Linked DNA regions of Mus musculus: regions 2, 3, 4, 5, 6 and 7 are each linked to region 1. A link is a contact called in public Hi-C and promoter capture Hi-C data. All regions are on one chromosome and are shown on one strand. The core of a region is the stretch at or near the end of the contact, and the rest is flanking DNA. Distances in the headings are between cores, read along the strand shown. Region 1 holds the start of Dnajc10 (DnaJ heat shock protein family (Hsp40) member C10). Region 2 holds the start of Ssrp1 (structure specific recognition protein 1). Region 3 holds the start of Timm10 (translocase of inner mitochondrial membrane 10). Region 4 holds the start of Zdhhc5 (zinc finger, DHHC domain containing 5). Region 5 holds the start of Calcrl (calcitonin receptor-like). Region 6 holds the start of Rbm45 (RNA binding motif protein 45). Region 7 holds the start of Prkra (protein kinase, interferon inducible double stranded RNA dependent activator).

Region 1 (3,880 bases), core at 383-2,882:
TGCCCCTGTATTCAGGTAGGCATGTTTGTAAAATCACTGATAGCAGGAAAAAGGTAATGAGTAGTAGTAGCTAGCTAGCTTTCAAGAAAAACACAGGCACACATATGCGAGAGAAAGAGAGAGAGAGAGAGAGAGAGAGAGAGAGAGAGAGAGATGGGGGAGGGAGGGAGGGACAGAGACAGAGATACTGAGAGAGACAGGGACAGAGACACAAAGGCTCTGGTCAATATGATGCTACCAGGATAAGACTCAGCAGTATTTCTTTTCTCTCCCAGCACGCTGCCCTTTCTAATACCTCCTCCCTTTCAGCTCCTTCCACGCCTGGAAAGCTTATCAAGTTCCTTTTTTAAATCTAATCTCATTTGTAGAGAATGCCTTCGAGGGAAAAACAAGGAAGCATGAAGCTTTTCCAAGAGGGTTGTACTTTTTTACATAACCGTTTAAGAACATCAGTATAAAAATAGATAACTTAAAAAAGCAGGCCACACAAGTTCTCTAAAGTGTTAGCACCAAGAGAAGATATTTTATAATAATTGCAAATCAATGCAATTTCACTGTAAAGCTCCTGTCTGGAGTAAAAACTAGGAAAACAAAGAGCACCAGGCATTGCTTGAGGGTAAAACCCTAACATTTAACCTTACAGCTAAACTAGTCCTCTTTAATATCTTCAAATGCTTTGGGGGAAAAAAAAAAGATCTAACTTCCCTAACCTCCTCAGTTTCAGCTCTCTTCCCTTAAGTCCGGATATGTTTCTAAGTATTTCTCCTTACCTGGGAACAGGCCTCACCTCACGTCTAACTCCCTTTTTTCACCCGCCTCCCCTAATAGCCCTTTGTAAAATATACTGACAGTAAAACAGAAATACCCAGACTGACAACCATCAGGAAGGAAAACAAATGAAGAACAAATCTCAACAAAGGCGACTTTGGGATAAGGTGTCCCTCGGCTTAGGGTGGGTTCAGGCAAAGCCTGGGAATAACTGAACAGCCTGGGGCCAGTGAGGCTGCAGGTAAACGCAGTGTTAATGAGGGATGCTGCCACCGCTCCAGAGCGGGATCGGGGAGAGGCGAAAGACAGAGGGTACGGGGCTGGCAAGGGTGCGCCTTGAGGTCCCAGGTCGGACCAGGGAGAGAGACCCCGAGTTAGAAAGTGCGAGCAGAAGGGGGCTCGCAGAGGTGGGGTGGAGGGGGCCGTGAAAACCCGGCGCAATGGGGGCACCGAGGCGGTGGGATGGGTCTGGCGTCCTCCCTCCCTGATGCCCCCGCAGTGCGTGGAGCCCGGCCCGCGCCCACCTCGGCGTCCTCAGCTACTGCCCCATCCTCAGGTCGCCGAGCTCCGGACCCGGCAGGACCGGACGCTGCCTGCGAACGCGCGCAGCAGCAATTCTGCCGCTCCCGTCGCGCCGGCGGGGCGGGGCCTGGCGCGGGGCATTGTGGGAAAGGCGTGGGCGAAGGCCGACGGGTGGCCAGCAGGGAGGGACGGGTGGGACCGCCGAGGCTGACGTGGCCTTCTGTGTGGCTGCGGCGGTGGCTGCGGGTCCCGCTCCTAGCCAGAGATAGGGAAGCATCCCGCAGCGCGGCCCACAGGCATCTTGCGGCCGTAGTCAACCGCTGGCGGAAGGAAGGGTGTGAAGCCCGCCTTTTCCGGTCCCGTTGCCAGGGCGACGGGAAAACCCGGGTGGAGAGATCCGGCTCTCTGGAGGTTTGGTTAAAGGGTGGGTATCCTTGAAAGGGCAGATTTGGCAGAAAGTGGAGAACTTGTCTGAATTGACCCCGTTGCCAGGGACCGGACAGAATAATTAAAGTTTTCTAGAAATAAAATTGTTTACAACTTTTATGTATCAACAAATATGAAGCGTTCTACAGGATTTCTGGATTTGTGAATCTGCCTTCTGATCCTCTCCTTTACTGGATTTGTTACAGAAACTGCAGTGTTTGAGTCATGACACTTTGACCGTTGAAGTAGACACATTAAAGTCCCTGAAAGAGGAAGTGATGGAAGCTGGTGGTAGTGATTTGAAATAAGTAGAAATTGATAGTGAGTCTTTGGGTAGTTAACCAGATGTCAGTTAATAATTTTATGGCTGTAGGACCTGTTGCTAAACCAACATATTGTAGGAAAGAAGCGGAAGTATAACGAACAAAGGCAGAAATATCAGAAAGAGCCTGAAGTAGCAGCTGTTAACCTGTACCAGGAACTGGCCGAAGTACACACGCGTTAACTCAGCCCTAAAATATTCTCGGGAGATACAGCTGATTATCATACACATGTCAAAATGGAAAATAAATGGGTAACTAAAAATTGAGGAAAATAAGATTAACACTTAAACAACCTAGTTCATTATGCCACGGTGATCCAAAACTCCTTAGAAAAAAATCTAAAAGCAAAACAGAGAACTGAAGAATCAAGTGGAAACTAATAGGTTTTTGTTACCATAGTGAATACATTTCAACTTATATTTTTAGATGGTAAGGAAGCTTCTTAAAGCTTTATTGTAAAGGACTGGAGTTGCATCTTACATAGTTTGCAACTCCTGAAGGGAGGATTCAAAGGAGATGCTTAGGAAAGGAAAAGCAGAGAAAACACAGACACACAGGCAGCATGCCACAAGTAATTTAAAGCAGTGTGTAAAACATTTTCTCTTCTCTGGGATATGTACTGGTGGGTAACAAGAGCAAAGACTTTCTGCTCCTAATAAATTGGATGATAGAGGGACACATTAGCCTGTTAGTTATTCAAATATATCTGTAATTAGGAAGGAAAAAATATGAAACACAGATCACAGTAAGACCAAAAGGTAGAAACGACCATCCAACAGCTTTCAGCTCATTTTAAGAGGTTTTATGGCTCAGTGGTTAAGATTACTGGCTGCTCTTCCAGAAGACAGAGTTCAATTCCCAACACCCACATGGCAGCCCACAACTATCTGTAACAGCAGTTCCAGAGGCTCTGGCACTCTTGCACAGACATGTAGGCAGAACACCAATGTGCATAAAAATAAACAAATCTTTAAAAATAAACTTAAAAGTCCTCCCCCTTTTCAATGGGAAGCTGAAGAAGAGTTTTAAGTGATGAAATGTTTTATGTAAGGATGACTTTGCTTAATTTGAAATGATCTTAAAGTTACAAGGAATTAAATGTTGTAGTACAAAAAAATTGTTTTTCTCAAAAGTTTGGGAGTAAGTTGACTTCTCCCATGACCCCCCCCACCCCCCAAAACTAGTGTGTGTTTTTTTCACAGATGGGATGCTTTCTTTTAAAAGTACAACCTTCGAATATGGGAAGTTTCTGTGAACACATTATCAGTGTCTAGTCCACAAATGTCAGATTCCGGTTTTTCCAATTATCAGTAAGACTTCCCAGTATGAGGATCTAGTAAGGAGCTATTTTTCTTTTTTTCTGTTTAGCACAATCGTGTTTTAGACTTCCTTAATGAGAAATGTTTATCCAGTTTTCCCAGATTTCAAGGTCTTAAACTTGTATAGAATTCAGGCCAGTTGTGTTATAGATACTATAGATAGATCCTATTTTTATGTGACTGAGGATTCTTCATGATTTGATTTAGTTGTGTTCATTTGACAGACATGTAACAAATGGCATTGTATTCTCACTGTCTTATCTGATGGTCTCAAATTTTTGTTTCTCCCATTGTTGGTAGTGGTAAATAACTTGAATAGGAGGATTTTTGTGATTTTTTTCCATGTAAGTTACATTTTACTTTTAATAAGATGTCCTTTGTAGGGAGCTACTTGGAGAAATAAATTCTTCTTGTTAAGCTTTCGATTTATTTATTGTATTTTTGTGGATTCATAGATTCCTGTTTTATAAAATTGATCAAACCTGTTACTCTCTTTTACTTAGAAATTTAAGTAGTTTTATA
Region 2 (3,880 bases), core at 490-2,989, 4.7 Mb before region 1:
GCTCAAAATGGAAAAGCAAAATCCTAGAGCACCAAGCTAAGATGCTGAGCCAGGACAGAGGGAGCAAGTGGAAACCATGGTATAAGTTAAGATGGTAGAAAACCTCCTGGAGTCCAGGTACACGACACGTGTACTGAATACACAACACTGTTTTTTTTGTTTGTTTGTTTTGTTCAATAGTCTCCAACAGCCTTGCTTCGAGGAACCCAAATGAGCAGTAACATGATTATCAGAGAAACGCCAACTGTCTCTAGAAGATTAAAAATAAAAAAAGACAAGGCAGTTACAAAGAAAGTGGGTCACAGAACAAGATCGCTCACCGATTCGCGGAAGCCATCGTACTTGTAGACATGCCCATTCTTTGTGAGCAGTTTAAGCCCATGGCCTAATGCTACCCGACGCCAGATGCCTTCTGTCAACTCCCCAGCCTGGATGTTGTCCACTTTGCCCGTCTTGCTGTTCTTAAAGATGATACCCTGACGGCTCAATCGAAGCCTCCCATCATTCTGCCCAAAATACAGACCCAAAATCAGAACAGGGTAGTGTGTAGTGGATCCTTTCTACCCCTTACCCATGGGATGCAGGATGGCCAGAGTATCAATTGAAAAGCGGTCGTGGTGAAATCAAGTTAAAAGACACAACAGACATTAAGTCTAGACTGCAAGCTTGGCTCTGGCATCAGAAACCCTGTAAGGGCCCCAGTTTCCTGGTTTTCTAATACAACTCAACAAACTCAACATCTTGCAACTCTTTGAGACTTTGCTCACGTTTTCGCTTGGGGGACACACTGATACACTGTTTCCAAAAAAGTAGTCAGAGTTAAGCTTTTCGTTCATAGATTCGAACTCTTTCCCCCTCTCTGCCTTTCTTTTGCCCAAGCCATTCTCACCATGGACCCTTTCACCTCCTGGAAGATGTCGTTGAACTCCAATGTCTCTGCCATGTTCACCTGCCCGTGGTGGCCTGAGCACACAGCCCTAGGCTGCACCAGAGAAAACGAACCCTTCTCTGGATGCTGTGCCCCAATTCCTGGTTAGTTGTGTAGATGTCCAGCAGGGTGGGAATCTGAATTCGGGAAGGAGACTGATAAGCAAGAAACAACGCCACCTTACTCCGCTCAGCCATGTACCTGGTATGTCTCAAGTTCTTTGCTGCCTGGGGATCTTACTGACCCGTTCTGCAGGGCTCCTGAGGCCAAGGCCCAGGACCCTAGGTGCAGAACCAGGCCTATAGTGGCGCTTACACCCCAACCCGACACCCTCTCGGTACGTTCCACGGACAGGCACGGCAACAATCGGCGGAACCTGAGACCCGCTCAGAGAGCGCACCTCAACTCCGCTCAGAGGGTAGTGTCCTGATCGCAGAGACCCCACCACCCCGGGGCCCCGCGTGAATCTACGTTTCTCCCCCTTCTTTTAAAATGGATTCGCCCATTGCCCGCGAATTTGAACGCGGATCGATCCATTCCGATCGTCCCGCGGGGGAGCGGGGCCCATGCACACCAGGGGCCCAGGGATCGCGACCACCCACCTCTAAGAGCTGCAGCCTCGCGACGGCACAGTGAGGGCGGTGGGCGCAGGGGGACGCAGGGGAGGGGGTAGGGATGCGGGGGAAGGGATGCCGGGGAAGCTTTTCCCGCGTGCGCAGCCCCGCGTCCCGCCACCGGAAGTCGCGCACGGACCATAGAGAGGAAGACTTGGCTAGAACGGCATCATCCGGGCCGACCAACGGGTACATTCGCCTAGAGCGTCGGCACTCCCCCTGGTCGGCTAAAGCGAGAGGCTTGCTATGGAATCCCACGCGGCTGAATTCTTGACTAGAAAACGGGAACACTCTTTAGAAAGTTACAAGCTGCTCTTCAAAGACTAGATTCCGAAGGGAAATTATGCGGTTTTATTAGGTGTTCAGGTTTGTATGTTTGTTGGAATCATGCACGCCCCTCCCTCCTGTGAAATAATCTGGGAAGGAGTCTGTTGAACAAGAAAAATACAGAGGTGTAGCCCCACTAGCTGCAAAGGAGATGCGGGTGTCGGCGATTGTGCTTGCTTTCCAGCTGTACCCTGGCAAGTAGATCAGATCCTTTCTGCAGTGAGTTCACCTACCCCCAACACTATCCTGTCCATATCCCTAATTTGTGGGTTCTCAGGAAGAGCCTAGCAGATGGCTGCATTAAATTCAAGTGGTGGTGTCGGATTTACCTTTGAGCTAGAACTTACTTGAAATCACATCAGCCTACGTTGGCAGAAGCCCGGATGGCCTCACATAGCACCGGAGTGCATCTTGCAAAATCTGAAGCCAGGTCTGACAGAGATGCTTGAGTTTATCTCATTTTACAGATGAGAAAAATGAGACCACAAAAGATTTGCGACTGGGTGTCAGTCCATTACCATCAAAACTGGAACCTAGAACACAGACTCTTTAACATCAGCCTTTTATAATCATGAGGGTTCAGGGTTTAGAGTGATTGCTAGCATATGTCCTACACAAAGACAGGATAAGCCCACAGTTTCCCTGAAATATCACTGCACTGACTTGCTAACTCAGTCCTGGGATATGATATAGATAAAAATGTGTTTTGTCATTCGGTGCTTGTGGCTTTAACCACTATCATTGCTAGCACTATTTAGCTAAGTCAAACTGGGCTTAAGACATAATGAAAACCTATTAATGCAGCACGTTTCTAGGATCTGACAAAACTGTTGAAGATCGTTAAAATAGCCCAGCCTCTTAGGAGCACATACCCTAACAAAAGATTTTAATAACTTCGGGGTTTAAAAAGAGAGGGAGTTCAGTAATTTCTGTGCAACTTGAAGAGTTGCAACCAACTAGAGTTAGAAATAAGCGACTTTCCGCTTTGTAGTATTACAAATCTGTAATCACAACACTCAAAGACTGGGGCAGGAGGATTGTGAATTTGAAACATGGCAACATAACAAGTTAGACAACATAATGAGATGCTGGAGGGCAGAGAGGAGGAGATGGTAAGAAATGCGTGTCTTCCTCCCAGGAGACACAGAACTGTCAAGAACCCTTTCTCCCTATTTGTGCTATTAGATAGAAATCGACAGACACTCAAGAGTGGAGTTCTTGGCTCAGGCAGATGAGCTAACTCAAGAGTGGGCAGTTACAAGGGGCTTTGGAGAATACAAAGCAGCTGGTGAGCTGGGATAGAGATGCCGCGTAAGAGAACAGAATAGAAACAGTAGACAGAGTGCAGATGAAACATAAGTCCCAGAGGGCCCTAGCCAGCTGCATCTCAGGCAATCTGGAGCCCGGGATTGGAGACCCCACCCCTGCTGTGACATCACAGGGGAGTGGAGTGAAGATGAATAAAAAGGTGGTCCACCGCCCTGGCCCTGGACTGTTGGCTTCTAGAGTGTCAAGAGGAGAGACGAGGCACTGGACTACAGTTGCCTGGCTTATAGGAACTGGCTCTTTTCCTCAAGCCCCATTAAGCAGCCCACTCCAGTTCTTGATCTCTGTCTCCCAGTCCTGAGGTCTTTTCTCTCCTTGGGCTGCATCCACAGCCTTTCTGGGTGGCTGTGAGCACTTTCTCAGTATGAACTGTATATCAGACTTCTTCACCTACGAGACTACCAAGTCGGTGGTTGTGAAAAGCTGGACCATTGGGATCATCAACCGAGCCGTTCAGCTGCTGATTATCTCCTACTTTGTGGGGTGAGTCCATGGTCCTTCGGATGGTGGGACAGAAGGGCTACCTGATGTCCTTCCCTCCCTCTCCCAAGGCTGCTCTGCAGCTCCTAGACCCTCTTCTCTGGGAAACACTTTGATTTGTGGGAGCCATGTCCTCAGGATTGGCCTCTGCCACTCCCATCTAGACCCGTCTCAGGTGCATTATTTTACCCAGAATCTCTTCCAG
Region 3 (3,880 bases), core at 396-2,895, 4.5 Mb before region 1:
TCCAGTTCCTGGAGATATGATGCCCTCTACTGGCCTCTGCGGGCATGCAAGCAAAACATCCATACACAGAAAACAAGTAAACAAACAAATAAATAAATTTAAAGTGATAATATATATAAAATGCTTTGCAAATGCCTAACACAGAGTTAAAGTATAATTTAGGCCGAGTGTGCACACCTTTAATCCCAGCACCCAAGAGAATGAGACAGGTGGATCTCTGAGAGTGAGGCCAGCCTGGTCTATACAGATTAAGCTGACAACCAAGGCAACACAGAGAAGCCCCATCGTGAAAAACAAGAACAAAACAACATCCACTCCATCCCCCCCAAAAAGGAAGAAAAACATTAATAAATATTAGCAACTAAATACTATTCATTACTAAATGGCTGTTCAGAAGGCTTAGGCGGCAAAGGCACTTGCTGCCAAACCAGAAGATTTGAGTTCAATCCAAGATGAGATCCTATTAAGCTGCCCTCTGACCTCCACATGTGTGGCGCTATGGCATGCATGTTGGCATTCATAAACAAACACAAAATACATAAACTACATAAACAAGGGTAAATGGGCTATCTAAGGAGAAAGAAAGATGGAAACGAGGAGAGAAGAGAAGAGAAGAGAAGAGAAGAGAAGAGAAGAGAAGAGAAGAGAAGAGAAGAGAAGAGAAGAGAAGAGAAGAGAAAGTGCTTATATGTTCTTGATACTCAGCAGAGCCTGGGCAGGAGATTCTCCATCATACACCCCTTTTATTCCCTCCAAATAGCCAACCAAGTCCTTCCAGTGACCTGTATTTACTTCAGCGAAGCACGCGGTGAGGGTGGGGCGGGATTAGGAGGGCGGGACTTGGCTCCACTACCTTATCGAAAGCATTCGTTACAAGTGCTTCACTCTGTCGGGCTAGGGGTGACTAGGGCGAGTTTTCCTAGACAAGGTGAAGCCGAGTGCTTCTCTTTACCTGTTGTACATGTCAGCCATCATCTCCACCTCCAGCTCCGCAGCCAGCTGCTGGGCTCTGAGCGGATCCATGTCAACTTAGCACCGTGGAGAGAATAGCCTCCTGGTCTTTAGTCCTAGGAGCGGACATGATCAGTCAGCATCGATCCCTCCCGGTTCACCCTAGTACCACCCCCCCGGGGGGGCTGGAGGGCGCGAGGAATTACAGTGTTTCAGACCAGCGGGGACCAATACCCCGCTCAGTAAACGTAATCAGCCCTCTTAACAGAAGTGGAGATGAGGCCCTTAAAGAGGACAGTGTCCAGCTCAAGGTCACTCGCGATGTCATGGGGCTCGGGGATGGAAACCGAGCCCTCTTAGTACCTCGAGATCACTCCTAGAGCCAGAGGATTGACAGTTGGGACGGAACACACAAAACCGTGGGTCTGAACCCATGCAGCCCCGAGAATGTGACCCTAACCACAGCCTAGGTTCCCGGGGTGGGTCTAAAGGCTGAGCCTCTGTCACGGCAATGGCATAATCAGGAATCAGGGTTACCCTGGGTATCAGACACCACGGCCCACTCACCACGGCCTGGGGCAGGTCACAGCTCCCGCAACGTCCCCAACTTCGGGTCAATAGTAAAAAGTTACCGGGTACCAAGGCAGGCGAAATAAGAAGCACGTGGGTCACTTCCGGAAGGAAGTCTAGCCTCTTCTTTGATCCGGAAGAAAACGCCGACCAGGCTGCGCTGGGAAACCGGCTACCATAGAGAAACCGACCTTAATTTGCTAGAGTGGACTCCAAAGTACCATAGAATGCTGAGTGAGTGGCAGAGCGCCGGCAGCCTTGTTAGCATTCCATCCCTCCGGTTGTCCGGGAGACGCCTGAGCGTTTGCAGTGTGGAAGAAGCTTGGCTCCCTGAACCCACCATGGAGAGCCCACGCCAGAGCGCAGACGGATCTTATGTGAAGAAAGGAGAACGTTTCCCAAAGGAGCCTGTCAATTTTGCATGTTAAAACACCTGGAGCACTTTAAAAAAAAAAAAAAAAAAAAAAAAAAAACACCTCAGCGCCCAGACGTTACCTCATACCCCTGAAATCAGAATCCCGGGGAGCAGTGTGCAACATTAACTAGTGGAGTTGCAGAGAAGATACACGATCGCTGCTCGCAGAAAAAAAGAAACATGTATAGAGATTGTCTTTATTTGCTTTTGAGGCAGGGTCCCATGGAACCTAGGCTGCTCTCTAATTTGCGGTGTAGCCGAAGATGACCTAGAACTTACGAACCTGCCTCCACCTCACTAGTGCTTCGGCTACAGATAAGCGCCATTATGCCTGACTTTTGCAATGTTGGGATGAAAACAGGACCACATGCTTAGGCAAGCACTCTATCAACTGCCCCAGTGCTGCAACATGTTTTACTGCACTTCTTTATTATAGCCCTACACATGCACAATAAATAAAGTAAGTAAATAAATAAATGTAATAATAAAAAGCATTGGGTTTATCCCTTTAAAATTTTATTAGGGCAAATTCACAACACAGAACACAGTCTAATGAACGTCATTGAATCTATCCCCAAGATTTAATAATTCTTACTATTTAGTCACATTTTCTTGATCTATTATCTTTAGCAGATGAAGTCTTTTTCCCAAAGTGCTATTTTCACATTCTCAGCTAATAGTGATGTTTTTTTCATCTCTCTTCCACAGTGCTGAAGGTTGAATCCAGGGTCTCATGCAAACCCTCCACAACTGAACTACACAGGTCATTTGATATACTATTTTTAAATTTAAATTTATTTATAAGAACATGTGTCCTTGGGCTGGAGAGATGGCTCAGTGGCTAAGAGTACTGACTGCTGTTCCAGAGGTCTTGAGTTCAATTCCCAGCAACCACAAGGTGACTCACAACCATCTGTAATGGAATCCAGTGCCTCTTCTGGTGTGTCAGAGCTACAGTGTACTCATAGATACAGAAAATAAATATATTGAAGAAGGAGGAGGAGGAGCCCATGGTAGGATCAAAGGAGGTCAAAGGACAACTGATTCTCGCAGCAACCAGAGTGATGTAAAAAACAAACAAACAAACAAACAAACAAAAAAAAACCCTACAACTGGATCATGTCACTCACCCCCTAGATGCTGCAGTAGTTTCTCATCATGGAGAAAGCCAAAGTCTTCTCAATAGCTTATAAGACCCTGCACTGCTTCTCTCCATGATGTGATCCATCCCCTGAGAAGAGCAAACTATAGGACAAATGGCTTACCTTGGCTTTTGGTTCACTCTATTCCACTGCGTCAAGGAAGGCATTGTGGCAGGAATGGGAGGCAACTGGTCATAGCATGTCCATAGCCAAGACACACAGAAGAATGCTAGTACTCAGCTCACTTTGGCCTCTTTATTCAGTCAGCTAGCCCAGTCCATGGCACATTGCTAGATACATATAGGGTGGGACTTCCTACCTCTGTTAACCCAATATAGAATTATCTCATGGACTTGCCTAGAGGTTTATCTTCTAAGTGGTTCTAGATCCTGTAATTAGATAATCAATGTGAGCCAGGACAAATTCCACATGATTCACCAACCCTATTTTCTTACTTTTACTTCCAACTACTCTCCTGCTGCAGTGCTTTGCCGGGCCATGCTGATACCCTCTCTATCAAATGCATCAAGCATACTCCCTTCTTCCTAGTTACTGTTCTCTGCCGGGGATGCAGGTGCTCCTCGCTGGCACAAGTTTACATCCCAAACTTGAGGTCTTTGTTCCTATATCACTTGCCGTATCTACAAGTATATTCTCCTCCCTACAAAACAAGCAAAAATAAAGACAAAGTCCTATTGCTTGCACCACTTCACCTTATTTTATAGAGCCTGTCACATCTAATGTAGTGCATATTTTACTTGTTGATGAGATGACTAACTCATCACACTCAAATGATCTCTGT
Region 4 (3,880 bases), core at 662-3,161, 4.4 Mb before region 1:
CAACTTGAGCTCCTATCTGTAAGCCAAGAGAGAACCAACACCCAAAAGCTGCCTGAACTCTGTCTGCCTTCTCTCTCTCTCTCTCTCTCTCTCTCTCTCTCTCTCTCTCTCTCTCTCTGTCTCAAACAAATAGTTTTCCTATTTAAAAAGGTAGGAAAATCAAGAATGCTTCACTTGTTAAGTAGAGAAAATAAAGCTTTAAAATCCTAGAGAAATAAATGAAATTTGACCCATCTTAAGGAAACATTATTTTATAGGCAGAATATACTTGATAGGGTAAATGTTGTACCTCCAAATAATACTTTAAAATTATTCATAATGCTGAAGATTTTTAAAAATTCTCTCCTTAGACCGCTCTATTGGCCGTGCTACCTACTTCCTCCATGTGTGATGTGTGAGCCACAGCCCAGGCCATACCACCATTCTGCCATGGTCTGAGAATTTACCCCACAGACGTCTTCGCCAACGGATTTTTCAAAATAAAGTTCCACTCCTTAAAACATGTATGCTCGTAACGGTTCCAATAAACGCTGCATTTAAGCCAGTAGTAAAAATGATAAGGGATAAGACTAGAGTCTAAAGAAAAAAGGGTAGATTTTTTTTTTTCTTTTCTTTAACTGGATGCCTAAGGCTGAAGTGTCAAAGTTAAATCAGTAACATTTGAAGTGAAGTCAAGGAAACAATGACAGGACTTGGAAATAACCCTGAACGAGACCTTCGCTTCAGGGAAGCGGCTCGGGGATATCTTTTTGAAGGGCTGTTATGTAACAGAGCTCCTTTACAAATGAGAGGTGGCCTGAAGCTGTAAGAGGAGAGCCCTATGGCAAAGCCACCGGGTCCACAGCCGTCTCGGCTTAATTAGGGCAAAATGTAGTGCCGCGATCTTCGGAGAGTTAGCCAGCAGCTCGCCAGGGACAGGAGCTATTCTAGAAAGACTTTTCTTTTCAGCCTGCTTTCTCAAATTGGGTGAGGTCAGGGCGCCCATTCCTCGTGTAGTCGTGGAGGTGTCTACGCCTCGCACCGCGCACTCCCAGTGCTTCACTCCATCGGCAAGCACTGTAAATCTAGGGATAGCAGCCGAGCTCCTTCATCTAACCCAGCCTTGGACAGAACCCTCTCCTCAGACTGTTCAATGGGCCGTGCGCCTCCTTCCTCCATAGGTGAGGCCATACCACCACTCAGGAATTCTGCCACGGTCTGAGAATTTACCCCACTGACGCTTTCGCCAACGGATTGTTTTAAATAAAGTTTCAGTCCTTAAAGAAAAAAAAAAAAAAAAAAAGTGTGTGTGTTGGAGGGGCTGCCCGACCGAATCCTCACACCAATGAATGAAGAGGCAAGGAAGGAAGCCGGAAAGGCTTAACGGTGATTGGCTATCGTAGATGCTTTTCAGGACTGTACCAGGCCAACTCGGAGGAGGCTGGTGAACTAAGAAAGGGCATCTGCTTGTTTTTGAGCACTTCCGGTACATACGTAGAATTTTTTTTGCTTAAAAGTTTTTCTTGACTACACTACAAATGGGAAAGCGGACAAAATAAGAGAAAGATCTCGCCAGACCAGTTCCTCGTCCCCAAACCGGCGCAGTTCGCCATGTCCCCTCTCCCGACCATCCAGCCAGACACGACGGCCAGGCGCGCGCGCTCCCGTGTCACTACGTGTTTGCGGCGCCGTGCCCCTGCAGCCAATCAGAAGGCGAGGTCGCCGCGGTCGCCCGCGGTCGCGCGCACGCTCTAGAGCGCCGTGGGGGCGGGGGTTAGGGGGTGAATGGAAGAGTGAACGGGGGCGGGCTCGGCGGCGCGAGCCGCATGAATGAGAAGAACGTGCCCCGCGAGAGACGTCGCCCGCGCCCGCGCCCGCGCCCGGGAGCCAATGGGAACGTCGTGAGGCTACAGACCGGAGGCTGAGGGCAGCGGCCGCGCGCCGGCCGCACAGAGGCGAGCGTCGGCCGTCGGGAGCGCGCGGCGGCGGGGCGGGCGTGGAGCGTGCGGGGGCCGCGCGCTGCCTCTCAGAGGCCAGACGGCACTGCTGGGAGGCGGCGGCGACAACGACGGCGGTGACAACGACGGCGGCGGTGACGGGCGCCGCGCCGGGGGTGAGTACCGGGGACGCTGGCCCCTGCGGAACCGGAAGTGCTGGGCTAGTGAGGTGGGAGGGGAGAGTGACCTCTAGGGAAGGGGGACCGCGGAGGGGAGGAGGTTAAGGCCCTACCCCTCCTCGGGCTGTACGGGCCCCGAAACGGACGCCCGCAGACTAAGAGAGCCGCGGCCGCCCGCCGGGGCTTGGACCCGGTTGGTGCCCGGCTGCCCAGTTGCGGAGCCGCCGCCCCTTCCTTCCCCGGCCCGCGGTTCTCTCAGCTCCGGCGGGCCCTGCGCGCGGTGGATTCCGTGTTTTCTGGGCCAGGGGTAGTCAGTCCTGCCCCCGGTGATGACTCCCACTGCTCCAGCTGCCGGCCGGGGACTGTACTCCTTTTACCGCTCCGCGGTTCAGGCCCCTCGCCCTACACTCCACTGGTCCTTATTTTGGTTAGAGCTTCGTCCTGTGGTTACCTGTTCTTTCTCCCATCCATCGGCTGCTTCTCCCTACCCCCCACCAGCCAGGTGCTCCATGCTTTTATGCTTTTAGTACTTTGTACTTTATTTTACAAGTAGGGCTTGAATGTATCTGACAGTATTTTATCACTAGCCGTCTATTCCTGGGGAAGTTTAAAGTTCCTTAACCAGTTGGCCAAATGAAACCACTAAAACGAGAAACAAGAAAGTGACTAAAGTTATTAGAAGTAGTCGTAGAATAGATACATGTTACATTGCAGACCATTTTTGTCCTCTTGGGTTTACTTCCTGGTTAATGCCATCTTGTCCAGGATAATCTTAGGTTAGATCTCCATCCTTTTATCCCAGTGTGAGCCTGCTTTGTATCAGACAGATCTGTCCGGTGCTCATGAATGCATACAAATTCATCTAGTGTTTGTAAGAATTCTATCGCCAGGTACTTGGGCACCTACGTCGATCTGTAATAATACTCTTTTTAAACTTCTTCTTGGATCTTTCCTTCATAGCATGTATTCATTCTTCTATATGACATCTCCATTTCTATATATTCAAATTTAGTGTTCTGTGCTATAAGGTTTGGTTATTTTAACAAATAATACATGTGCTGTCCACTGCACTGCTCCAAAGGAACTACTTATATCAAACCTTATGAAAGTCTTCAAACTACACATCTTGAATTGTTTGTTGTTGTTTTGAGACAGGATCTCTGTACATAACTGTTGCTGCCCTGGAATTCACTTTGTAAGACCAAGCTGATTTCTAACTCAGAGTTCTGACTTCCTGTGCCTCCCAAGTGCTGGGATTGAGGTCGAGAGCTACCACACCTGGCTCTGTATTGTTTGTTTTATACATACATATTTTCACTCAGTGATTTTTTTCCCCCTCAGTCAGCATGTGTCACGAACATTCTTGTCCACTTTAGTGATACTGTTGTGGATACACCAGCTTGTGACTGATGAACCACACTCGCCTTTCCGGTTTCGTCCCTTCTCTTTCTGCACCACATTCCTTTGATAAGACTTGGTGTGTTGATATTTATACCCAATAAATTATTTTATCTTGTCCCTTCTAATATCTATCTTAACATTTCAGACGATGGTCTCATTTATATTTCAGTATGCGGTTCCATAATTGCATGTACTGTACCGTGGCAGAATTAGTCTGTGTGGCTTTCGTCCTGTAGTAAATGTGACCTGCAATAGTATAGGATTCACTTTACGTAATAGTTAGGTAATTTTCCTTTTATCTTTGGAGTTTTGAGGGAAACGGTTCCTTTAATAATACTGTCTACAAATCAAATTTGCTTGTTCCAGTTGATAAAGATATTTAGG
Region 5 (3,880 bases), core at 616-3,115, 4.1 Mb before region 1:
ATGAGTGAATCAAAAACATGTTAATGCTTTAATACTTACTGGAAATGTATGTAGCTTTGTATACACCAGTCTGTGTCTCAGAGGTCAGATATTCTTAGAAATGGATACAGGAGCATATATGATGATCATTTAGAAGTTAAAATCTAGTATTTGTTTTGCCTGAACTTTAAGCTGTAAACATCATACTTAAAAGTTCTGTCAGTATTGTCCCAGTGAGTATAAACATCTGCAAGGGGACATGATTACTCTCTACTGCTTTCCTCCTGAGCCCCTGTGCAACATGCGACTCCACATCAGAACTCTGTGGTTTCACCCAAGAATGTGTTTTACTGTTTTTCTGATTAATGAGTTATTATTTTAGGAGGCAGTAGTGATTTATAATGCTGACTTTTCACCCCATGAGCTGAAGGAAACAGCACAGGAAAATATAATTCAACAGTTCCCTATAGAAAGCAAAACTAAAGTGTCCACAAAGTAACTTCCCAGTTTATCGCCGTCTCTTAAAACTACATTGTGTAGTTCAGCTTCTTACACAGACTTTCCATTTTCAGTGATGGAGATGGTCAATTATGTCCCATATTTCTAAACGGATGCATCCTATTCTATATCCATATACAGAATTAAAGATTCTGCAATAAATCTCCTCCATGGATCAAGATAGGAAACATTTAAAAATGGCGGTGTCTTTCAGGAACACGATATCCAGAGATTCTGCACCCTGTGTCTTTAGTGCGGTTCCTCATCTGCTAGGACTTTGAGCTCCTCATCTGCTACTTGGTTGTAGTAGCTTCGCTATTCGTCTGTTCCTCCAAGGTGAAGCAGCAAGATTGTAGTAGCTAGTTAGAACTTGCCATTTTCTAAATGTTATAAAATATGTTGATTCAAAGTTTAAACAGACAAATTATATTATTTTATCCATCCTTTCCAGTTTATACGTGAGACATTTGATGCAAAGATCATGTGACTTTTAGTGCTGTCTGGCTTCAGGAGTTATGATTATTGCCAAATCTCATAATTTATCATATTATATAAAACTAACAAGTATATTTCAGGTTTATAGGCTTTTTTTCCTGATCATACGCAATGATTTCTTACTTTATGATATAATTATGTTTAGAGGGAAAACTTTTTTTTAAATTGAAGTTCATTTATTGTATGAAATTATTTCATAGTATCATGTTAAACTAAAGCCACCTTTCCTTGAAGGTTATTTTGAGGTACAACTAGTATAATGTTTAGATTATATAAAATGATATAATTATGTCAGATATTTAAAAGTATGTACAATGATTTCATACTCTATACACAGTCTGGCTTTACAGGACATACAACTCAGGAACTCCTAGAAAGGACAGCCCGAAGCCTGTTCATCTTCTCATGCAAAACTGGTTGTGGAGTTGCATCAGATATTAGTGCTCAAAATTGAGTCCGAATTAGTAATTCTGATGCTCAAAATTCCATGCACATTTAAGAAAAAAAGATGTGACTGATAAATTGTTCCTGGTTGTTCTGTGAACCTTAATTCGACACACACCCACACTCCTAACTCCTTTGATTCTTTTACACCAAGATCGCCTTCAAATCCCAGGCAGCAAGTTCTAACAGAACTCAGTCTAGGTGAAAGGCAGCCAGCTTTTGCTGGTAACAATGTGTTCATACAGCAAAGGATCTCTGTCTGTTCAGGCTGCTTCTTGCTCTTGTCAGAGTGAGAAGGGAGTTGCTGCTCCTTTCCTGGGGTAAGCTATTTGAGAAAGAAAGTAACCTAACACTAAGTGCAGGCGGGGCGGGGTGATGTAACAGGAAGCTGTGATGTTTCCCTTCTGCTGCTGATCGCTTACAATCTGACAACACTCCCCATCTACTCAGAACAAGCCCTCTCTTCGCAGCGTGCACTTCTGCCTTAGGACCGGCGGGCTCTGTTGCCTGGACCTCACGCTGCCTGCAGGACCACATTGCAAAGCTTTCCACACCTCGCCTCCGGGAAACTCTTGTGCAGTATCTCAGAAAATCAAACTCCCTCCTGAGACTATTCCCACAGAATTTCCTTAGGAGCTGTGCCAGGTAAGTGTATTATTCAAAATAAACGTATGTATTCTCAGCACTATTCTTAAGTATTATGACAATGTTTCTAACAAGAATTTAGTAAGTGGCATTGAAATAATGTTGAAACCGCTTCATTTAGTCTACAAAGGGATACTAGAGAGTCTTACTCCAGAATGCATACAAAATGTACTACTAGTGCATAAGAGTATTTACAGTGATACTTTAGAAAATAAATTTACCAATTATTAACGATGTGAGCGGGCTATAAGGCAAGTTTCTGAACAAATACCTTAATCAGGAAACAATGCCTTTTTAAAGTTAGTTGTACTACCAGCTCAAGTCCTGACAGCTGGAAAACATTTGCACCCCAGGAAGGGTCTTTAAATTTTCCACATAATCAGTATTCTAAGGAAGGGATGGCAGAAGACTATGGGGTTCCAGAGTCTTCCTGTGTGGCTGAACACAAAGTTGGATTAAGAAGAAAAGCCACCGGCTTGGACTTCTGTTTGCTTTCCGCTTCTTTTGACATTTACACCTCTAACTAGGGAACCAATGGAATTTTCATTGTTCTTTGTTGCTAGATTTGTGTAAATACCCCATTTTTGGTTTTCCTTTGTTTTTGTTGTTGTTTGTATTGGGTTTTTTTCTTTTGGGGGGGGTGTTCATGAATTGTCTCCACTGTATTAAGATCATGGGTGTCTTACAAATAAGGTAAGGGGAAAACAAAAACAAGACAAAACAAACAAACAAACAAACAAAAAACCCAACCAACAACCAACCAACCATAAACCCCACAACTGCCCAGGGTTAAGAAAATGTAGTGATTTCTACATTACTTCATGGTTTTTAAACTCTTAAGCTTAGAGTTGTGTTACTTCAATTATACTGGAAACTTGTGGGGGAAGAGTGTGAAAGGAGTCTCCATAAATACATAAACAGAGGCACGATAAGCAAGTGGATTAGCTCATTAAGCAGAGGAATTAAATTAGATTTTCAGCTATGATGCTGAGATGAAGCAGCTGCAGGTCTCTCTTGCCACAGTACAGACTGTCCTGAGAATCTAAGGAGCTAGTGCCTACTTAACAAGTGGCTGTCAGAGCGGCATCACAGGTTATTGCTAAGGAATGGGAGATATCAGTTTTGGATTAAAATTGTGCTTATTAGCATAATTTATTAAATTCTACGTTTTCTTACTTAAGTGAAATATAAGCTGCAAGATGCCTTTCAATGCTAGCATTCTGAGCTCAATTTCTAGTAGTCTGGCAAATAAACAAAATATTACAAACTCATCCTGAGTAACTCCTCAGTGATTTTTGGCTCAGTTTCCACATGTTTTTCAATGTAATTGAAACATTAATTTGTACACTTGTAATTTTTAAAAGCTTTGCGGCTGATTTATGTTTTTATTTTATTTTTATTTATACTACCGAGTTCCCTGATGTATAAAAACAGACAAGGTGAGTTTAAGATAGGACTTGTTACAAATAGTCATTAAATAACTGGAGAAAGAAGCGAAATCAGCACATTAAATAACCCAGTGTCATTCATAGGAACAGAAGTTGAAAAGCATTATTCTAAGCCAGATGATTTTCTGAAATTAAGTATTATATTAATAAACTATTGTAAATTAGTACCTCCACAAACTCTTCTGATTTTTATTGAATTAATGTTTCAAAGCATATAACCATCTTGTATGATTTATTTTAATATTCTCACCTATATTTGTAGCATCATTTAAAACAATCCTAATTACCAAAAGTTATAGCAGAAAAATGCCAGGCAATGAATATTGATGGTCATTAGGCAAAGAAATTATCTGAGTTAATAACAAGAACAT
Region 6 (3,880 bases), core at 686-3,185, 3.9 Mb after region 1:
GAACACCTTATTCACAAGGACCCATGAGGGGTGCTCTGTGTGTGTGTGTGTTTCCTTTAAGGAGGGCAGTGTGTATCACTGAAGTGTGAGAAAACCATGGAAAACGGAACACTGCAGGAGGCAGAAACTCAAAAGACACCGAATATAAAAACCACGACACTGTGTACTTTTGTGGAAGAGAACACTGGGTCCAGGAGAAGGAGAGCTTACCTTTGCTCAGGAGACAGCTTGCTATAGAGGCAAAGGACCCTACTTACAAGACAGAGTTAGAGGCATATCCCTAGGTGGTCTATTTTAGTTATTTCTTCAGTAATACCCACCATATGTCAAGCACTGCCAACGGTATTAGAAGAAATGGGCAACTCTAAGTTAATTTAATCAACACACCGGTAATGAAATAGCCAAAGAAACATACAAGAGAAACTCGAAAGAAAACACAAATAGTAGATAAAAGGGGAACCTTGGATAAATAAGAGCGGGGATACCATCAGATCACAAATTTCTAAATTTTCGAGCCTAAAGAGCTTATAAAGTCCCCTGATTAATGACTGTATCTATATAGCGCACATGAATGACCTAGCACACACCTTGTTCTCAAAAATTTTAACCCCGTTCCTCCCTTGCTCTCCCCCCGCCCCCATTTATTTCCCCTTCTCTACGTGCTCATGGCTGGCCTCTTCTTTCTTCTTCCTTTTCTTTCTCTCTTCTTCTTCTTCCTCCTGCTCCTTCTTCTTTCCCTCCCCCTCCTCCTCTCCCTCTGCCTTTCTCTGCCCCTACTACCCTCTAACTCCCCTCCCCATGCCCAGGTGCAGCATAGAAGAGGGGCTGGAGACACTCTAGCCCACAGTCCATGAACACTCGTAAATGGTATTCTTACAAAACCCAAACCAGAATTCCCCCACACCTTGCACCGTTTTCTAGGTTTGCCCCTTTCCAGTATAGCATAGCTTGTCACAAAATACTTTTACTTTGATAATTTTCTGTTTATAGGCATGGTGCTGTAATTTTTTTTTTACTTAAGAGATCCTTCAAGCTTTGTAAAAGTAAAATACACGAGGAAAAAAAACCCTAAAACTAAATTTTCTAGTCGCGAAGGTAATTACAGTGTTCGAGAGAGGAAGCTCAGAAAAGTTTTCACAATAGACAGGAAGACGGGGACAGGAGGTTGACTGACTTACGAGGTCAGCCACAGTTGTGCTATCCTTGGATGTGGCTACCCAATCTGTTCCCAGGGTAAGAGGCTCCTTTGGCCAGAGGCCGGGGATCCGCTCCTCCAAGCCATCCTCGGCACACTCACGGTGCGTGCAGAATCCAACCCCTCTCCTACCAGATGCACAGCATCCCCGGCGCAGCAAAGGGGCGGGAGAGACCCCAACCCATACCGCCGTCACCCTCGCGAGCACCCTCAACCCCGGGCACCCATATCCCAAACACCCCAACCTGGGCATCTCTACCTCACACACCCTAAACCAGGCACCTCAGCCCCGCACCTTGATGGGCTTGGTGTCGCTGGGACCCAGGCACTGTCCGTGCATCTCCTCCATTGCCCGGCAGGCCTGTGAGCTGCGCGCGAACTTGACGAAGGCCACGCCCTTGGACTCCTTAGTGTGCTTGTCGCGCACCACCCAGATGTCCTGGATGTCTCCGAAGGGCGAGAAGCGCTCCCTCAGCACCAATTCGGATGTGTGCTTGCTGATCACTAGAAAAATGCGGCTGTTGGGCGGCTCATCCAGGCTGTCTACGCCCGGGCGGAATCCTCCGCTGCCTCCCAAGCCGCCGGCGTCGTCCATGGCGCCCCACGCGGGACCCAGGCGCAGCCCCCCTGCAGGCCCTGTTCACCCGGCAGGTTCTCGGCCGCTTCCCGGCCGCTTCCCGGCAGCTCCCCGTCTCGCCCCACGCCGGTAAGCAGCTCCGCTTCCGGAAGAGCCGAGAGCCGGAAAGCAGGTGCGTCCCGCAGTGAGGTCTGCGGGCTTCCGGGAACATTCTGCAGCGCCCCCTGGTGCCACGGTGGACTCAGCAATCTCAAATCTTCAGTCCCAGGGAAAACCAAGAATGGGTTTATGCAAACCACTTTGCCCTGTGGCTAAAAAGATCCACCTGCCTGATTCTTAAGCCTTCCCAAAGCTGGCTTCTACTAAGCCTGTAATCAGATTGCTACATTTGAGGCCTCCTGGGCTACATAGTAAATTTGAGGTCAGCAAAAGCACCACACCAAAAATATACAAAAAGCAGGCAGGCTTCACTCAAAATGGTCCATAGAGACAGGTACAAAGGACCATTGCGTTGGGGTCTTGCAGTAAGGGGGAGAGACTGGACTTGGTTCCAGTAAGATAAATGGAGGACAGTACAATATGAGTTAGTATAAGGACAATTACTGAAGATCGCGGGGTAAGAGAGACTCTCAGTAGATCTGCTTCCCAGAACTTAGGCTGTAGATAAGTGATAAGTTGATAAGTAATAAAACATTAACAGCCGGGCAGTGGTGGCGCACGCCTTTAATCCCAGCACTTGGGATGCAGCAGCAGGTGGATTTCTGAGTTTGAGGCCAGCCTGGTCTACAAAGTGAGTTCCAGGACAGCCAGGGCTATACAGAGAACCCCTGTTTCGAAAAACCAAAAAAAAAAAAAAAAAAAAAAAAAAAGACATTAACAGCAGTCAGACATCAAGGATAAGAATTATGGCGAAACTGACTTATCAGGATTTGTCCTCCAATTAGATTCCCCTAGAACAGAAAGCTGGAAGTTGGATCTAGTCAAGCAGAAGACCTGGGGGGAGTTTGTCTGAAATTTTGGTGAAAACACAGTCTTCATCACCGTTTTGGCGTGGCCTTGTTAGGATGGGTGTGGCCTAGTTAGAGTGGGTGTGGCCTTGTAGGAAGTGTGAGGTTGAGCTTTGGGAGTTTCAGTAGCAGTGCCTTCTTTCCCTCTTGTCTTTGGACCTGGAGGTAGAACTTCCAGCGGCTTCTCCAGCACTATTATCTCTGCCTGCTGCTATCCTTCCCGCCATGATGACGGTGGACTCAACCTCTGAAAGTGTAAGCCAGCCCCAGTGAAATGCTTTCCTTTATAAGAGTTACCGTGGTCATGGTGTCTCTTCGCAGCAATAGAATACTAAGAGTTAAAACCATAGAGTCTGATGGCTGAAAGGAGCCTTTTACAACCATGGAATCCTTATCCCTATTTTTAGAGATGAGGAAATCTGAGGCTCAAAGTTAAGATGCACAGGTAACAGAACCAGGCCCAGAGGCAGCTGTGTGTGTGATCTACGCAGCTACCGCAGCCCATCCAAGATGCACGAGCAGGGAGAGTGATGGATGCACATCTGAGAACTACGAGAAATTAGAGGGCCCAAGCAAAGTGCGAAATGCCCACTGGCTTCCACGGCATATTAGTGAACCTTGGTGATGAGGTGAACAGGCATTTAGGACAAAGGACTGGGTTAGCCTTTAGTAGCACAGGAATCGCAGAGCTGGGCTAGGGACGCACCTCCTAAAATGCCCATACCGAGGCTGCTAAGATCGGGCCATCTATGAAGTCAAACACATCCATGTTTATTGTGCATCAGTCATGCATGCCAGGAGCTAGAGACTCAGGGCTGGAGAAAGAACCATCACTGACTCTTGTGAGATTCTCTACTGCGGAGTAGAAATAATGTTACATACTAAATAGAGCAGGTGTCAGGCATAATTAGTGAAGTCATCCATTCATTCAATTGACCTTATTTTTTTTCCAAAGATTTTTATTTAACTCTATTTTATAGATATGAGTGTTTTGCCTAAATGTACCATCTGTGTCCCATGTGTCTGCAGTATCCGTGCAGGTCAGAGGAAGGCATTGGATTCCCAGGAACTGAAGTTACAGATGGTTGTGAGCTGCCACGT
Region 7 (3,880 bases), core at 387-2,886, 3.7 Mb after region 1:
CTCATTGCTATCCAATTACTCTACCTATAAAATAGTTACATAAAGTTTTGGCTTATTTTCAAGGAAATTTTGTGAATCCATTAAATTAAATTCTAGAAACAAACCTATACTGTCTGGCCATAGGTGGTTGATATATTTTGAGTGTCTCTGTGGTTGTTACAATACGATATTCATTAACACATAAGTGTAATAGCATTATTGGATTGTAACCCGTGTATATTATACAGAAATAAAAGCGAGAATAGGCTTAACCTAAGCCCCAGTAGAATTCAATTTGGTTCAATTCCGGATATTTTTTCCTTGCTTCCAAGTGTTTGGGCTCTCATACAACCAAAACAAATTTCCATCACAGAACCAAATACTTTTGTACATCAACCTAAAACTTCCATTAAAAAACAAACAAACAAACAAACAAACAAGCAAACAAAAAAACCTTTTAGGAGTCTCTCAGTAAGAATATTTCTAGAATTCAATTCTAGAGCATTAAGTAAACACAGGAGCCATTGTGCAAATAGTTCACAAATTCTAAGACGCTCTGAAGCGCTAACACACCCACAACATACTCTGTAGGTGGAGCGTTCCAGGTTAACGTCATCACTCTCCATTGCACAGGTCAACCGGAAGAGCAATCCTGGAAACTGGTCTAAATATCCTTGCTATGCACTCCACCTCCAGCATCTCTTTGGGGATCCCACATGTTCCCAAAGCAGAGGTTCTAAACCTGTGGGTTGCAAGTCCCCTGGGGTTGCATTATAGTAGCAAAACTACAGATATGAAGTAGCAAGAAATAATATTATAGTTGGCGAGGGGGAGAAGGGGTTGTCACCACGACATGAGGAACTGAATTAAAGGGTCACAGCATTAGGAAGAATGAAAACCACTATCCTAAGCAGGTCACAAGAGTCCGCCAGACAGCAGCGGGCCCGCCAGACAGCAGCGGGCCCAGGGATCCAGGGCTCTTAAAGCCACTGGCTGCCCCTTAGCTGACGCTCTCGGGTCTCAAGTTTCGGGGCCAAGATCCACAATTTTCTTAGTAATTTACCATTCGAATTTTTAAATCTTTCTTAAAGTAGTCCAACCCTTAATCTTTTTTCCTTGCTCCTCAAACATGCTAGGCTCGTAGCCTACTACTAGCTTTCTCGCTGAGAAGGAAGCCACCTCCCTTTAAGGACAAAGGACTGAGGCTCTCTGCACCACTAAAGGCGGGAGGGGAAACTCGGGGAACCGAAGCGGGGTGCAGGCAGGAGCCGGGAAGAGCCGGGACATGCAATGGAGGCGGGGCCTAGAAGGGTGAGGGGCGGGGCCGGGCGCTCAGAAGCTTTGGAAGCGGAACGGGGGGTGGGGGGAGGCGCCTGCAGAGGCTGGGAAGAGCCCGGACTGGCAGAGAGGGCGGAGCCAGGTCGCAGGAGGGGCGGGGCCGGGCTCTGAGAAGCTCTGGGAACCCAACTAGAGAGCGGGCGGTAGCTGGGAAGGACAGAAACTTGGCAGAGAGGGCGGAGCCCGAGGAACGGGAAAGGGCTGAGCACTGTGGCAAAGTGGAGCAAGAACATCGAGGGGCTGAGCATGGCAGAGAGGGGCGGGGCAGAGAGGCTGGGCAGAGAGGGGGTGTGGCCGGCTCTTCCGCGCCGAGGCCCCGCCTCTCCTTCCTTCTCCTCCTGTCCCTTAGCTGGAGGGAGGCAGGCAGCGATTCGAGGGGCGTCCAAGCGGCAGCGCGGGCACGCTCCTCTCGGGAACTGGCCGACGTGGAGAGGGAGGACCCAGATCCACACTTCTCTTGATTGCTGTGGCCAGCCGTCCCTTCTCGCCATGTCCCATAGCAGGCATCGTGCCGAGGCCCCGCCGCTGCAGCGCGAGGACAGCGGGACCTTCAGGTCAGCGCCGGGCCGTCGAGGCCTCAAGGCCCAAGACGGGTGGGCAGCGGGGCAGGGGCAGGGAGCCGGCTGTCGGGCAGCATTCTGGGTAAAGCTCCCCCCTCTCCCGGCGTGGCGCTGGGCCCGCCCTCCGGGCCCTGGGGGTCTGCTGCGCGCCCCGCCCCTCTAGTGACCCTAGGCAGCTAGCCGATCGGGAGGACTTGATCAGTGTTGAGGCGCAGACCCGGGTGTCTAGCTGCCTAGTCCAAGCCCACCCGATTTCTTTCAGCATCCCTCCCACCGCTCTCAAGTTCTCTGTACAGACCTCTCCACTCTCCTCCATGGGCTGCAGCACCCGGGGACAGGTGCTCGCCCAGGCCTTGCCACTGATCCTGGCCGCTGGGGAGCTGCAGAACCTTTTTGTCACCATTTGTGACTGTCAAAACTGAGAAGTGGATGCTTTTGCTTCCCTTTCAGCTTTGACGTGCAATGCCTACGTTTTTTTCTGGTTTTTGCAGTTTGGGCAAGATGATAACAGCTAAGCCTGGGAAAACACCGATTCAGGTATTGCACGAGTACGGCATGAAGACCAAGAACATTCCAGTTTATGAATGTGAAAGATCCGATGTGCAAGTACACGTGCCCACTTTCACCTTCAGAGTAACCGTTGGTGACATAACTTGCACAGGTCTGTATGCAGTTAATTCCCCATGACCATGTGGATTGGAGGCCCTGATTCTATGTTGCTTTTCAGTAAGGAAAAGCGCCCTTTTAATTAAGATGGCTGTGGGAGTGTACTCTGAAGACAAGAGACTCCAGGATCAACTTCATTTGTTTCGCTCCCTAGTTCTGTCTCGCTAAGATGTAAGGAAGCTCAGACACTCCCAGCATCCTGCACACTTTCCAGTACCTGGGGAGCCGGCTAAAGTTCCTCTTAAGAATTAAAAACTGGAAATATTCTTGGAGCTCCGATAGCCAAGTCCGTGGGTGCTATCGCCTTTCAAAGTTACAAAGTTACCAGCGCAGAGGCTAGTAGCCACGCCGTCAGAATTTTCCGAGTTTCCCTTTTTATGGACACATCTGGAACTTCGGATTCTTGGTACCTACCACGCTTGAGTGTGTGTCCATGAAAAATCAGGGAAACATAGAAGACTCCCATACTGTATTCCTTCAAGCTGCAGCGCACAGTAGCTTCTAGTTCTAAATACTATATAAGTATTTTGTATAAAATTGTTTCCTCTTTTTATTCATGAAGTGGCAACTTTAAAAACCTTTTCATAAGCTACATGCCCAAGGTCACACACCAATGAAGTTTTAAAGTTCAGATTAATGCCTTCTTTTAGTCTAAGCCTGAGAAAATGGTTACCAGAGTTGCCATTTGTAAACGTGGACATTATTTTCCTACATACCTATTTAGCTGAAAGCATAAAAATTGTTAAATAGTTTAATTTGTAAATATACAAAGAAAAATTAGAAAAAGCTAAAGTTCCACTGTCTGCTAGTCTGAGCATATCATATATTCAAATATGGGGACCTGAGGTTGCCTATATTTATTGGAGCAACTTCAAAAAAAACCTGAAGCTTTTTAAATGTTTGTGTGTGGGGTAGATTGGTTGTAAGTATGCACTGGAAGTTTCCTTATGGAAATACACACGGTTAGAGTTGCGTTGCTACTTTAGCTGGTCATTTTTCAAATATTTGGGAGAAATGTTCAAGAAGAAAAGCCATTTTCCATTTTAGTGCATTTGGGTTAGAGATGAGCAACCTATTTCAACTGCTCTACCTTAGATCCCTCTCATACAGCCCTGTCTTCCTGTCGTAACTTCTCAGCCTTCCCCGCTTCAACTACTATCTAAAGACTATAATTCTGGAGGCAGGTGAATTTCTGAGTTCAAGGCAGTTCTGGTCTACAGAGTGAGTTCCAGGACAGCCAGGGCTATACAGAGAAACCCTGTCTTGAAAAACAAAACAAAACAAAAAACAAACAAACAAAAAGACTGTAACTCTGAAATCTTTGTCTTCAGCCAGGA

The links. Promoter capture Hi-C pulls out the DNA fragments that hold promoters and counts their contacts. A called contact is a pair of places that touch in the nucleus more often than the background predicts.
Region 2: a promoter capture Hi-C map of liver shows a contact between it and region 1, with 3 times the contacts expected there. The contact joins the promoter of Ssrp1 here to the promoter of Dnajc10 in region 1. A contact is called at or near these places in 2 of 39 promoter capture datasets (liver and pre-B cells) and 3 of 484 Hi-C or Micro-C datasets (CD4 T cells and CD8 T cells).
Region 3: a contact with region 1 is called in a Hi-C map of CD4 T cells, with 3 times the contacts expected there. The contact joins the promoter of Timm10 here to the promoter of Dnajc10 in region 1.
Region 4: a contact with region 1 is called in a promoter capture Hi-C map of pre-B cells, with 2.4 times the contacts expected there. The contact joins the promoter of Zdhhc5 here to the promoter of Dnajc10 in region 1. A contact is called at or near these places in 2 of 39 promoter capture datasets (cranial neural crest and pre-B cells) and 1 of 484 Hi-C or Micro-C datasets (CD4 T cells).
Region 5: a contact with region 1 is called in a promoter capture Hi-C map of pre-B cells. The contact joins the promoter of Calcrl here to the promoter of Dnajc10 in region 1. A contact is called at or near these places in 1 of 39 promoter capture datasets (pre-B cells) and 1 of 484 Hi-C or Micro-C datasets (B cells).
Region 6: a promoter capture Hi-C map of pre-B cells shows a contact between it and region 1. The contact joins the promoter of Rbm45 here to the promoter of Dnajc10 in region 1. A contact is called at or near these places in 2 of 39 promoter capture datasets (liver and pre-B cells) and 1 of 484 Hi-C or Micro-C datasets (CD4 T cells).
Region 7: a contact with region 1 is called in a promoter capture Hi-C map of pre-B cells. The contact joins the promoter of Prkra here to the promoter of Dnajc10 in region 1. A contact is called at or near these places in 2 of 39 promoter capture datasets (liver and pre-B cells).

The regions. Positions count from the first base shown.
Region 1 is chr2:80,313,218-80,317,097 of GRCm38.p6, reverse strand. Dnajc10 (DnaJ heat shock protein family (Hsp40) member C10) reads right to left here and starts at 1,632. Exons shown (of 23, transcript NM_024181.2): 1 at 1,293-1,632.
Region 2 is chr2:85,034,979-85,038,858 of GRCm38.p6, reverse strand. Ssrp1 (structure specific recognition protein 1) reads right to left here and starts at 1,739. Exons shown (of 17, transcript NM_182990.4): 1 at 1,531-1,739; 2 at 890-1,065; 3 at 321-506. The coding sequence starts at 943. It overlaps P2rx3 (purinergic receptor P2X, ligand-gated ion channel, 3), which reads left to right and starts at 3,025. Exons shown (of 12, transcript NM_145526.2): 1 at 3,025-3,678. The coding sequence starts at 3,560.
Region 3 is chr2:84,824,786-84,828,665 of GRCm38.p6, reverse strand. Timm10 (translocase of inner mitochondrial membrane 10) reads right to left here and starts at 1,645. Exons shown (of 3, transcript NM_013899.2): 1 at 1,519-1,645; 2 at 953-1,067. The coding sequence starts at 1,023. It also overlaps a transcript of Smtnl1 not described here.
Region 4 is chr2:84,713,195-84,717,074 of GRCm38.p6, reverse strand. It overlaps Zdhhc5 (zinc finger, DHHC domain containing 5), which reads left to right and starts at 1,911. Exons shown (of 12, transcript NM_144887.4): 1 at 1,911-2,092.
Region 5 is chr2:84,423,251-84,427,130 of GRCm38.p6, reverse strand. It overlaps Calcrl (calcitonin receptor-like), which reads left to right and starts at 1,865. Exons shown (of 16, transcript NM_018782.2): 1 at 1,865-2,061.
Region 6 is chr2:76,368,039-76,371,918 of GRCm38.p6, reverse strand. It overlaps Rbm45 (RNA binding motif protein 45), which reads right to left and starts at 1,935. Exons shown (of 10, transcript NM_153405.2): 1 at 1,491-1,935. The coding sequence starts at 1,790.
Region 7 is chr2:76,645,783-76,649,662 of GRCm38.p6, reverse strand. It overlaps Prkra (protein kinase, interferon inducible double stranded RNA dependent activator), which reads left to right and starts at 1,636. Exons shown (of 8, transcript NM_011871.3): 1 at 1,636-1,871; 2 at 2,369-2,538. The coding sequence starts at 1,807.